Linked DNA regions of Mus musculus: region 1 is linked to region 2. The links are chromatin contacts, called in public HiChIP or PLAC-seq maps. All regions are on one chromosome and are shown on one strand. Each heading gives the region's core, a stretch centred on a gene start, on an enhancer-like site or on the middle of the called end of the contact. The rest is flanking DNA. Distances are from core to core; before and after follow the strand shown. Region 1 overlaps Itgb5 (integrin beta 5). Region 2 overlaps Slc12a8 (solute carrier family 12 (potassium/chloride transporters), member 8).

Region 1 (4,650 bases), core at 1,083-3,582, 300 kb before region 2:
CAGGAATTTACCATTATTTAGGAAGAAGGACGTTTGTGATCTAAGGAGGAACCAGAGTAGATACTTAGAACTATAAATAACTGCGTTATATAAAAGAAGCTGGGTGGTGGCGGCGCACGCCTTTAATCCCAGTGCTCGGGAGGCAGATGCAGGTGGATTTCTGAGTCCGAGGCCAGTCTGGTCTACAAAGTGAGTTCCAGGACAGCCAGGGCTGCACAGAGAAACCCTGTCTCAAAAAACAAAACAAAACAAAACAAAACAAAAAACAAAAAAAAAGTGTCAAAGAATATATACATTCTACGTATGGGACATATACTATATTTACCATTAAAAAAAGAAAGGCGGGAAGAGAAAAGACACTCCAAATTGTGACCAAATATAAAAAGGATGAAAGGGATTTAACTTCTATAGTAAGACAGCCAGCAGGTGGGGGCGGGGGGGGGAGTTTAATTAAAGGGAGGGGCAAGGGGACCTGCTAGCTGACCCACCCCCAGGGTTTGGAGAGTAACTGAGAGATAGAAATCCCTAAATTATGCCATCATTTCAAACCACAAATCACTTAGAACTGACTTCAAAGTTCAGCTCTCACCAGGTAACAGTTTGCTGGCTGGTTGGGGCTGCCAGGTGTCCTATTTGGCCTGGGGCAAAACAGCTCTTGAGCATTTGAAATTTGGGTATACTTTTCATGTACTTAGAGATGCAAGAACCAGAGTGCCCTCACCACCACTCAAGGGGTCCACACTTGGTTGGTCAGGACCACAGCTCAGAGAAGCCCCCTGTCTCCTGTATGGCCAGCTGCTCCTCCATAAGCAAAGTCCTGGCTCTATAAATAAGACACAGAACCCAATCCTCCGTGCTCCCTCTCCTCCTCCTCCTCCTCCTCTTCCTCCTCTTCCTCCTCTTCCTCCTCCTCCTCCTGGAAACAAGCCAGACCAGGGGTGCAACCTGGACCTAGGTTCACTTAAGTATGAAATGAAACAGTGGTGTTCATCTAAGAGGCTGGAATGCACTCCTGGGGCACAGCAGGGCTCTAGATCAACAAAAGCTTGCACTACGGAAGTACAAGGAGTACAACAATTATCTGCAGTCGGGTGGCAAGCCTCAGTTCCTGACTTGTTTTTGCACGCATTGTTCCAGCTACCTCGAGCCTGTTGTAGTTTGGGTCACCCGTCGGTGTGAGCCTATTTTTAAAAACCACCAGAGTCTGACTCAGACAGAAGAATATTTGAGATTTCATCCAGAATGAATTCCGAACTGCTCTAGTGTGTCTCTGGCTCCAATCTGGCAGACACAACAAACAGGTCCTTCCATGGGACTCCTTGGATGGATGCTTATCGTGGTAGGGGAGAGGTGGGAAGAAGGAAAGAAACTTGGAAAAGGAGGGGTTACTCCTACCCTGTGTGCACCCTACTTTGGCCTTTGCATGAGAAGGCAGACCCCAGAGGGACAGAGCCTCTTCTGTCCAAATCCATGTCCTCTTCACAGGGTCTTCTGCGCCTCCTGACACCGACCTGCCCACCCATCCAAGTCTCCGACTCTTCCTTCTTCTATGCAGAATGTAGTACTATCTCAGTGAGGTTTGCTAATAATGAAGAGATAAGAGCAGTGACTTGGATCCAGGGAAACTGAGCGGCAATCTCAGTCAGGAACAGAGCAGCAGCAGGCTTGGAAGCGAGAGATTCAGATTTAAACTCAGGCCTGGTCACCAAGAGCTCGGCAGACCCCCAGCTCCTTTCAAGCTATGTGGCTTAGTTTCTGCTTCAGTGAAGTAAGAAGGCATAATTACAGTGGGATCAGAACCCATAATGTACATAACTATCCATGCTCTCAAGCAAGGAAATCTGGTTCTAATGCTTCAAAGGTTAAAAATTAAAAGTAATTTCAAATGAAAGCAATTCATGTGGGGAATTTAAAAAAAAAGATAGAAAATTCTTGCAGAAACTCCTGCTTAACTGGGCTAGGGCTTTAGGCATTCAGATTTAACTCCAGATCTTCCAGACACGGAAGGCAAAGAAGGAAGTGCGGTACAATACACAGGTACCTCCGCTCTGTACTAGGAAGTGGGCAATGTCCGGACATTACATTCTAAGAGAATCGGCTCACCGAGAAGGTGCGCACATACACCTCTTCCCGTGGGGAAGTGGTAAATATTGAAGGGAGGAGCTTTTCTCCCAGGTCTCCAGAAAGGTAAGTTGTGAGAAGGCACGCAGGCCCAGACCTGCCAAGCACCAGTCATTACGTGTGAGCCTTTACAACGTCACACCCTCCTACGTGGGATCACCACGGAATGCCTTGTGTCAGCAGTTCCTGTGTGGATGGACAGGACACCAGCAGCCCAGCAAGGGTGGCCTCCCTGATGTGCCGGTCGACAGGGAGGTGGGTGGCGCCACGGTCGTATGTGGAGCATGTTTTGCCAGGTCTGGGCGCCTTTCCCATCTCTGGGTGTGACTTTGTTTAGGCACACTCCTCTCCCTTCTATGTTTTCCCAGAGAGCTGCTGTCTTACACTGCCTGAGACTCTAAGGAAGGCCTACGCAGGGCCTCACTTATCCACCTCACTTTCACCAACAGGGTTGGTATGTGCCTGCCTCTGGTGACAACATCCCCGAGCCACATGCCTGGATTTGTCGTGTCCCCCCCCCATCTTCCCACCTCTCCCCACACCCCCTCAGACCCCCACACAGTCTCCATCTCTACCTGGAGCTATTCCACATAATCCCCACCTCAGGACCAGCAGTAGGATCAGAGAAGTGCAATAAAGTTAACTACAAAAAGAAGCTGATCACCTGCACCTGAGAGAATGGAATTTACCCCCCTCCTGCCACCCCCCACCTCCCCTTCCCGCCTCCAGCCCAGCAACCCCTCTCCTGCCCTGTTTCCCTGATTTCAAAGCACCCAGCACTGCCTGTGTTTAGCACAGGGTTCCTGCCAGGGCTCTGCTCATAAGTACAGGGTCTCCCTCTGCAATCAAGTACTAACTAGTCTCTGGGCCCGGAAGGTACTTTTAACACTTTCTCTTCTCTGCCTTCCCTTTAATAAGAAAGCTCCACTTTTGTCCTTCGGGACAGGCATCGCTAGGCACCCACTGCCAGACTGAGAACTCCCACACTGGCTGTTCACAAGTTAAGACAGGCCATCTGCCATCTTCAAATAAATGAGTGAGGGGTGTGTGTGCATGTGCGCGTGCATCCAACATGCATCGGATCCATCTTGTTTACTGACAGGGTCTCTCTTGTTTCTGCAGCTTTGCCCTTATACTCCTGGCTGCTGACCAGCAAACTTAAGCGATTATCCTGTCTCCCCCTTCCCATCTCAGCATGCTAAGGTTACGTAAGTGCATCACCTGGTCTCGCTCTTTATATGGTTTTCAGGGATATCAGATCATCAGTAAAAGTTGCCCTCTGGCTGAGCTTGGTGATGCAACGTCTTTAATCCCACCACTTGGGAGGCAAAGGCGGGTGGATTTCTGTAGGATCCAGGCCAGCCTGGTCTATACACTGAGTTCCAGGACAGCCACAGCTACATAGACTCTGGTTCAAAAGAAGAAAAAGGTATCCTCTGGCCTCCATACATACACCATGGCACGTATGTGACACAACACATATACACACACATACTAAAAAGAAATATGTAAGAACTAAAAGATTACATGAATAACTCAAATAAACCTTTTGAGTATCCCAGAGCTTGAAAACTACCTCTTTCCTGCTTTTGCTTATCTCAGTAAATTTTGCTTAAAATGCATATCCTAAAAATTTCATGCCTTTTGTTAAGGTTTTTTGTTTTTTTTTTTAATTCTTATCCTGACATACAATTTCCAGTGTTGAAATAAAATGGAAAACATGATCCTTATATTTATACAAAACCCTGCTTAAAGTTTGGCAGTTCTTCAGAAAGTTAAATACAGAATTACCATACAATCCAGCAATTCCACTCCTTGCTATAGACCCAAAATTATTGAAAACATATGGCCCCCAAAAATGCCTGCACATGAATGTTGAGTATTACCCAGTGGAAATAGTCTGTCCATCAAGTAAAGTGGAGCTAAAGACTGAGTATCATTTGGCCACAAAAAGGGCAAAGTAACAGGGCGTGGCCTACGGGGTGGGGCTGGGGGTGGGGGTGGGGTTAAGGCAGGAGAGTCACAGACTCCAGGTCAGGTCCAGCTACACAGTGATGCCCTGGTTCAAGACAACCAGGAAGGAGCACGCTTTACAGTGTGGAGGGATTAAGGCTCCCATGTTATATAACCAGAAGTGTCCAGGGAAGGCAACAGCAAAGTAAAACTGCTTGAGAAGGTAAAGGGGCAGTTAGGTCAAACTGCTGCTGTGACAACAGCTGTAATGACACAGCAGTGATGGTTACATAGCTTAGAACCAGTGACCCGAAGGCTTTAAGATTGTGTGACTCGTGACATGTGATTTATATCTCAATTTGAGAAAAAAAAAAAGTTTTAATCCCACTTAAGAACTAAGGAAGGGCTACAGGTCAAAGTCAAAGGGCTTAGGATACCAGCACCAACTCACAGCCTGAGGGCTGTGATCTCAGGCTCCACATGGTGGAAAGAAAAATGACTCACAAAAAAAGTTGTACACATATACATAATAAAATGTAGGAATTTTTTTTTAATGGAAACAGGGGCTGAAGAGAT
Region 2 (4,615 bases), core at 1,739-4,238:
CATTTGGGATCAAGCCAAGTGTTCACAACCGGAGAAGGCATAAACAAAATGTAGTGTACTTGGGGAATGGAATATCATTCAGCCATGAAAAGGGATGAAGTGGTGGCTAGAAAGCAAGCGTAGCTGGTAACCTACTTGCCTGGCAAACAAGGGGACCTGAGTTCAACACTCCAGAATCCAGATTTTAATAGGCAGAGAGCCAAAGAATTTACTCAGAGGGCAGGAAAACTTATCCTACAGTCATGAGAACAAAATTCCTCCGGCATCCCTGTCACAAGTTGGGTTTCCCTGCAGATAGATGCCTAGAACCTCAGCAATGAGGGTGAGGAGACAGGAGGGTTATAGAGGCTTGCTGGCTTCCAGCCTAGCTGAGAAAATATAAGTTCTGGTGCCAGCAGAGGCCAAGAGAGGGCATCAGATCTCCTGCATCTGGAACTACAGTTGCTCCTGAGTGCTGGGAACCAAACCCAGGTCCAACACAGAGCGGCCAGTGCTTCTAACCACCGAGTCATCCGTCAGCCCCACTAATCACATATGCTTAAAAGTGGGGTGTGGGGACACACGCTTATAATCCTGCCACTGGGGAAACAGAGATGAGCAAACAGATCCCTGGGGCTCCTTGGCCAGTCTTACCTACTTGGTGAGTTCCAGGCCAGTGAGAAACCCTGTCTCGAAAGCACCGTGGACAACACCTGAGGAACAGCAGCTAAGATTGTCCTCTGGCCTCTGCATACACGGACTCATGCATGGATGGACACAGACAGACAGACACACACACACTCACTCACACCATACACAAAGGGATGAAACACTGGACATACTACAACTTAGGTGGTCTTTAAAAACATCACTCCAAGTGAAAGGACAAGTGTCCTAAGAGTCCATTCCTGTGTAACATCCAGCCTGACAAACTCAGAGCCAGACACGGCAGAACAGTTCCTCAGGGCCCGGGGACTCGTTTTCTATTTGAGGTGAGGGAACCTTCAGGAGCCGATGGTGGTGACTGCTGTATATAGTGATGACTGTGGCTAACCCCACTGAATCGCTTACCTAAATATGGTTTAAACATCAACTCACACCTTAGAGATATTTTATCACAATAAAAAAGAAAACCAAAAGAACCCATTTCTTTGCACATGCCCCCTCAGAGATCACAGCCCACAGCCTTGATTTAGACCCAGCTCCCGCCTGCTTTACACATATAGAAATAGGGAATAAAAGCACTTCTTGGTTGAGGCCAGTGGGAAATCAGCTATGAAGCAATAACCTCCCAGACATGGCTATTCCCAGAACAGGGCTGGCTAGAGCCCAGGAGGGAAAGATCAGTGCTAGGCTTGCTGTTATCTATCTGTCCAGTGCAGATACGGACAGAGCCCTGTGTGTTCTTGAGTTTAGGTGGAAGCCTGGGCTCCCTTTGCTGACACCGGGGGGGGGTGGGGGGGGGCTTGGTGTGTCAGCAGTGGAGAGGCAGGCAAGGAGGCTATCAGAAGCAGAGGTTTGGGTGTCTCAGTGTCAGGTGTTCTAAGGAGTCAGGCAAGGAGGCTATCAGAAGCAGAGGTTTGGGTGTCTCAGTGTCAGGTGTTCTAAGGAGTCATACTTGGCCCACATGTTCCCACTTCCAAGACTCTTCTGGTCACCAGGACTTGAGGACTGGGAACAACATTTAACAGTGGTCCCCACAAGCCAGAACTAGCCTTGGGGTAATATGCTATCAACCTAGGTGGCCCTGTGACAGTGGCAGCATGCTGGCTCTACTGCTCTAATCTGTTCCCATGTCCCCTCAGAGGCTGGCAGAGCTCACTGCTCCAGGCACCCATAGCCTTCAAGGCTCATGCAGAGTGAGGTGCTGTCTGGGGTATCTCCTAACAGGAGACACCTCAGGGTCCCTCTTCCTTCTGCATCAATTCCTCGGCTCAGACTGGATGTCATCATCGGGATGTGGTACCTGGAAGCTTTGTTAATGGGGTAGAAAGTGTTGTAATGACAGCCACCGACACAAAGAAACAGAGGAGTAAGGTCTCATCCAGATGGCTTGGATTAAAGTGTCCCCGTGCCTGCCTCACAGTGCAGAGCCTAGTCCCAGGAGCAGCAGGGCCTGAGCACTGTTCAAAGAATGCTCGTGGGTCCGCTCCTTCCTCATCCCTGACCAAGCACACAAGAATTTTCATTTTCACACGGGCCCTAGATCCTGAGACCTGAGAAACACTGTCTTAGCACACAACCCAGTGGCTTCCAGGGGCTTCTCCTTTTAGGATAAGCAGTGATGGCTACAATAACTCTCTGTGGAGCACCTGCTTCATGCCAGGGTCCACACCGGGTCTCACATTGACAGTATCTTACTTCATTCTTTGACAGTCCAGCAGGGCAGCCATTACCACTTGTTTTCAGATATGAGGGAAAAGAGGTTGGTAGGATCTGAGTAGCATGTTGCAGCCAAGCTGGGATTTGCTATGAGGGGCCTAACTCTAAAAGCAGGGCTCAGGACAGTAATTGTGCTGTAACCTTTAGCACCAGGCCAGCAACGACAGCCTCTTGCCAAGCCCCTGTAGGGCCTAAAACTTCACCTGTGTTCCCCCAGGGAGGTGTTCCAGAGGCTTCCTAGGCCTGGCCTGCTGCTGCTGCTAAGCCGGAAGCAGCCTCAGTATCTTCTCAGAACTTGTCCACAAAGAGGAGCGTGCATGGACGCCTGCAGAGTACATGGGGGTCCAGGACTAACATGGATTGGGAGTCGGAACAGTGAGCAGGCCTGAGGACTGCTTCATTATGAGTTCAGAAATCTCAGCACTGGACCCCAGAGTGAGGACACAGGGAAGAAAGCAGGGGTGCACCAGGTCAATCCCCACATTACTGTATAAATTGCAAATTTATGACGACAACCCTAGGAGGAAGCCCGGCTCAGCCAGCTCCACCCGCCATCCTCCACAGGCGCCTGGATCTCCAGTCAACCTTAGACAGCGGCGCTCTGCCTCAGCGACTCGCTGTGACTGCCCACTCTCCGATGTGCAGGATACAGGCATGCCTGGCAGCCCCACCCTCCGTCGTGATGCCTCCACACGCATAGTCAGTGTTCCCAAAGTGCTTTAGCCTCTAAGTGTCGTGATTTGCTCTCCCACCGCCACAGCGGAGCACTCCGCAGACTACTCAATGCCACGGGGCCACCGACCTCGGCCCCTATAGCGAGAGGCACACAAGGCTGGCTGAGCGGGAGCGTGGAGGGTCGCAGGCAGAACATGCTCGCCCATTCCTCGGAGCTCCATCCTTGCTCAGTAATGTTAAAGAACCTCCCAAGCCAGTGATTTCATACACCAGGCATTCGTCCCCAGAACTCTGGCCAGGGAGGCCGGCCAGGGAGGCCGCCTGCCCACAGAGTTGGATCCCACACAAGGGCAGAAACTGGGCAACACTGACTCTCACTTGCTCCGTACCATTGATCGGGCTCCACGGCCTCTTCAGCATGTGGTTCCATTCTCTACCCTTTAGTGCGAACGGCAGCAAGATGAAAACAATCCCGTGGACCCATCTCAGTTGTAGGGTGGGGTTTGGGGCCAGGGAGCTAACATTCCGGCCAGTCACTCTATCAGAACCAAACTCAGGATGAGAGAAAGGAGTGAGACTGAGTAATCCTCCTAGCACTCCTGGCTGCCATTCTGCCCATAGAAAACGGAACAGGAGCCAGACCCATAAAGCAGGACTTCCAGGCACCTAAAGCCCTTTCCACTTCAGAGACATACTAAAAGTCCAACACACTCTTAAAAATAAGAATCTCCCACATACAATGGTATCCCATAGGTGGAACAAACTTGCCTCTGGTTGAAGTTATCAAGAAAGATAGGACATGGGAGGAACTGAGGGCAAAGAAAAAGAACAGAAAAAGGGAGAAATAAAGGAAGACACAGAGAGTCAGGAGGGAGCCAGGAGAGAGGGAGGTGACTCCGAGGGCTGTGGTAATTTGGCTTTGCTGTAAAAATCTCCACCCAGACCCTCGTCTTATCGCTTTCCACTGTTTAATCTTCTAAAAAATTCCTATGTTCTGATCCACAATCTTTCTCCCTTTAGGGCCAAGGATGCCTCTGGGAATCTGGCGGCAGTCCTGAACTCCCTCCCAGAAAAGTACACTTATCCACTTCTCGAAATTTCAGGAGCTCTTGGACTCGAATGCTAGGAGCTAGGATCACCACTGTCATTGGGAAACTCATAAGAGCCCCAATAAAAGTGTTAAAATGAAACTAAATCAGATTAAACTAAGGGTGGGAGAGGTGATGTGGTGGTGCACGCTGGAATGTCAGCGCTTGCGAGGCTGGGGTAGGGGGATCTCTACAAGTTCAAAGCTGGTCTGGTCTACAGAGCAAATCTCAGAATAGTAAGGTCATATCTCTGTTCCCTACCTTCTGAAAGGGGGGATGGGATGTGGCTTTAGGGAGAACACTGGCTGCACTTGAGAGTATTTGGGGCCCAAGCACTTCTCCCTAGGGAAGACCTTACCAGGCAAACTAGAAGCAAGACCCAGGGCCACTCATGTGCACGGATTGTTATTATGCAGTAAAAGGCCTGCCTTTGACACAGGCAGCACTACCCACCTGTTCAGACTCGGAATTCTCTCTTTACAGGTTCGTGG

The links. HiChIP or PLAC-seq counts read pairs in DNA pulled down with a chosen protein or histone mark.
Region 1: a contact with region 2 is called in a CTCF HiChIP or PLAC-seq map of the NIH/3T3 cell line, with 5 read pairs. The contact joins two enhancer-like sites. A contact is called at or near these places in 1 of 15 datasets of contacts at CTCF or cohesin (the NIH/3T3 cell line), 1 of 484 Hi-C or Micro-C datasets (embryonic stem cells) and 1 of 115 datasets of contacts at active chromatin or transcription factors (pancreatic cancer cells).

Annotation. Positions count from the first base shown.
Region 1 is chr16:33,869,928-33,874,577 of GRCm38.p6, reverse strand. All of the region lies in intron 3 of Itgb5 (integrin beta 5), which reads right to left. Among named protein-coding and RNA genes, the nearest start is that of Itgb5, 43 kb to the right of the region's middle. Within about 2 kb of position 2,332, at least 74 of the 459 cell types and tissues checked have an H3K27ac peak or open chromatin away from gene starts, as enhancers often do. A contact at or near this core is called in the NIH/3T3 cell line, where this site is marked.
Region 2 is chr16:33,575,349-33,579,963 of GRCm38.p6, reverse strand. The region is part of intron 4 of Slc12a8 (solute carrier family 12 (potassium/chloride transporters), member 8); the gene reads right to left. Among named protein-coding and RNA genes, the nearest start is that of Slc12a8, 59 kb to the right of the region's middle. Within about 2 kb of position 2,988, at least 58 of the 459 cell types and tissues checked have an H3K27ac peak or open chromatin away from gene starts, as enhancers often do. A contact at or near this core is called in the NIH/3T3 cell line, where this site is marked.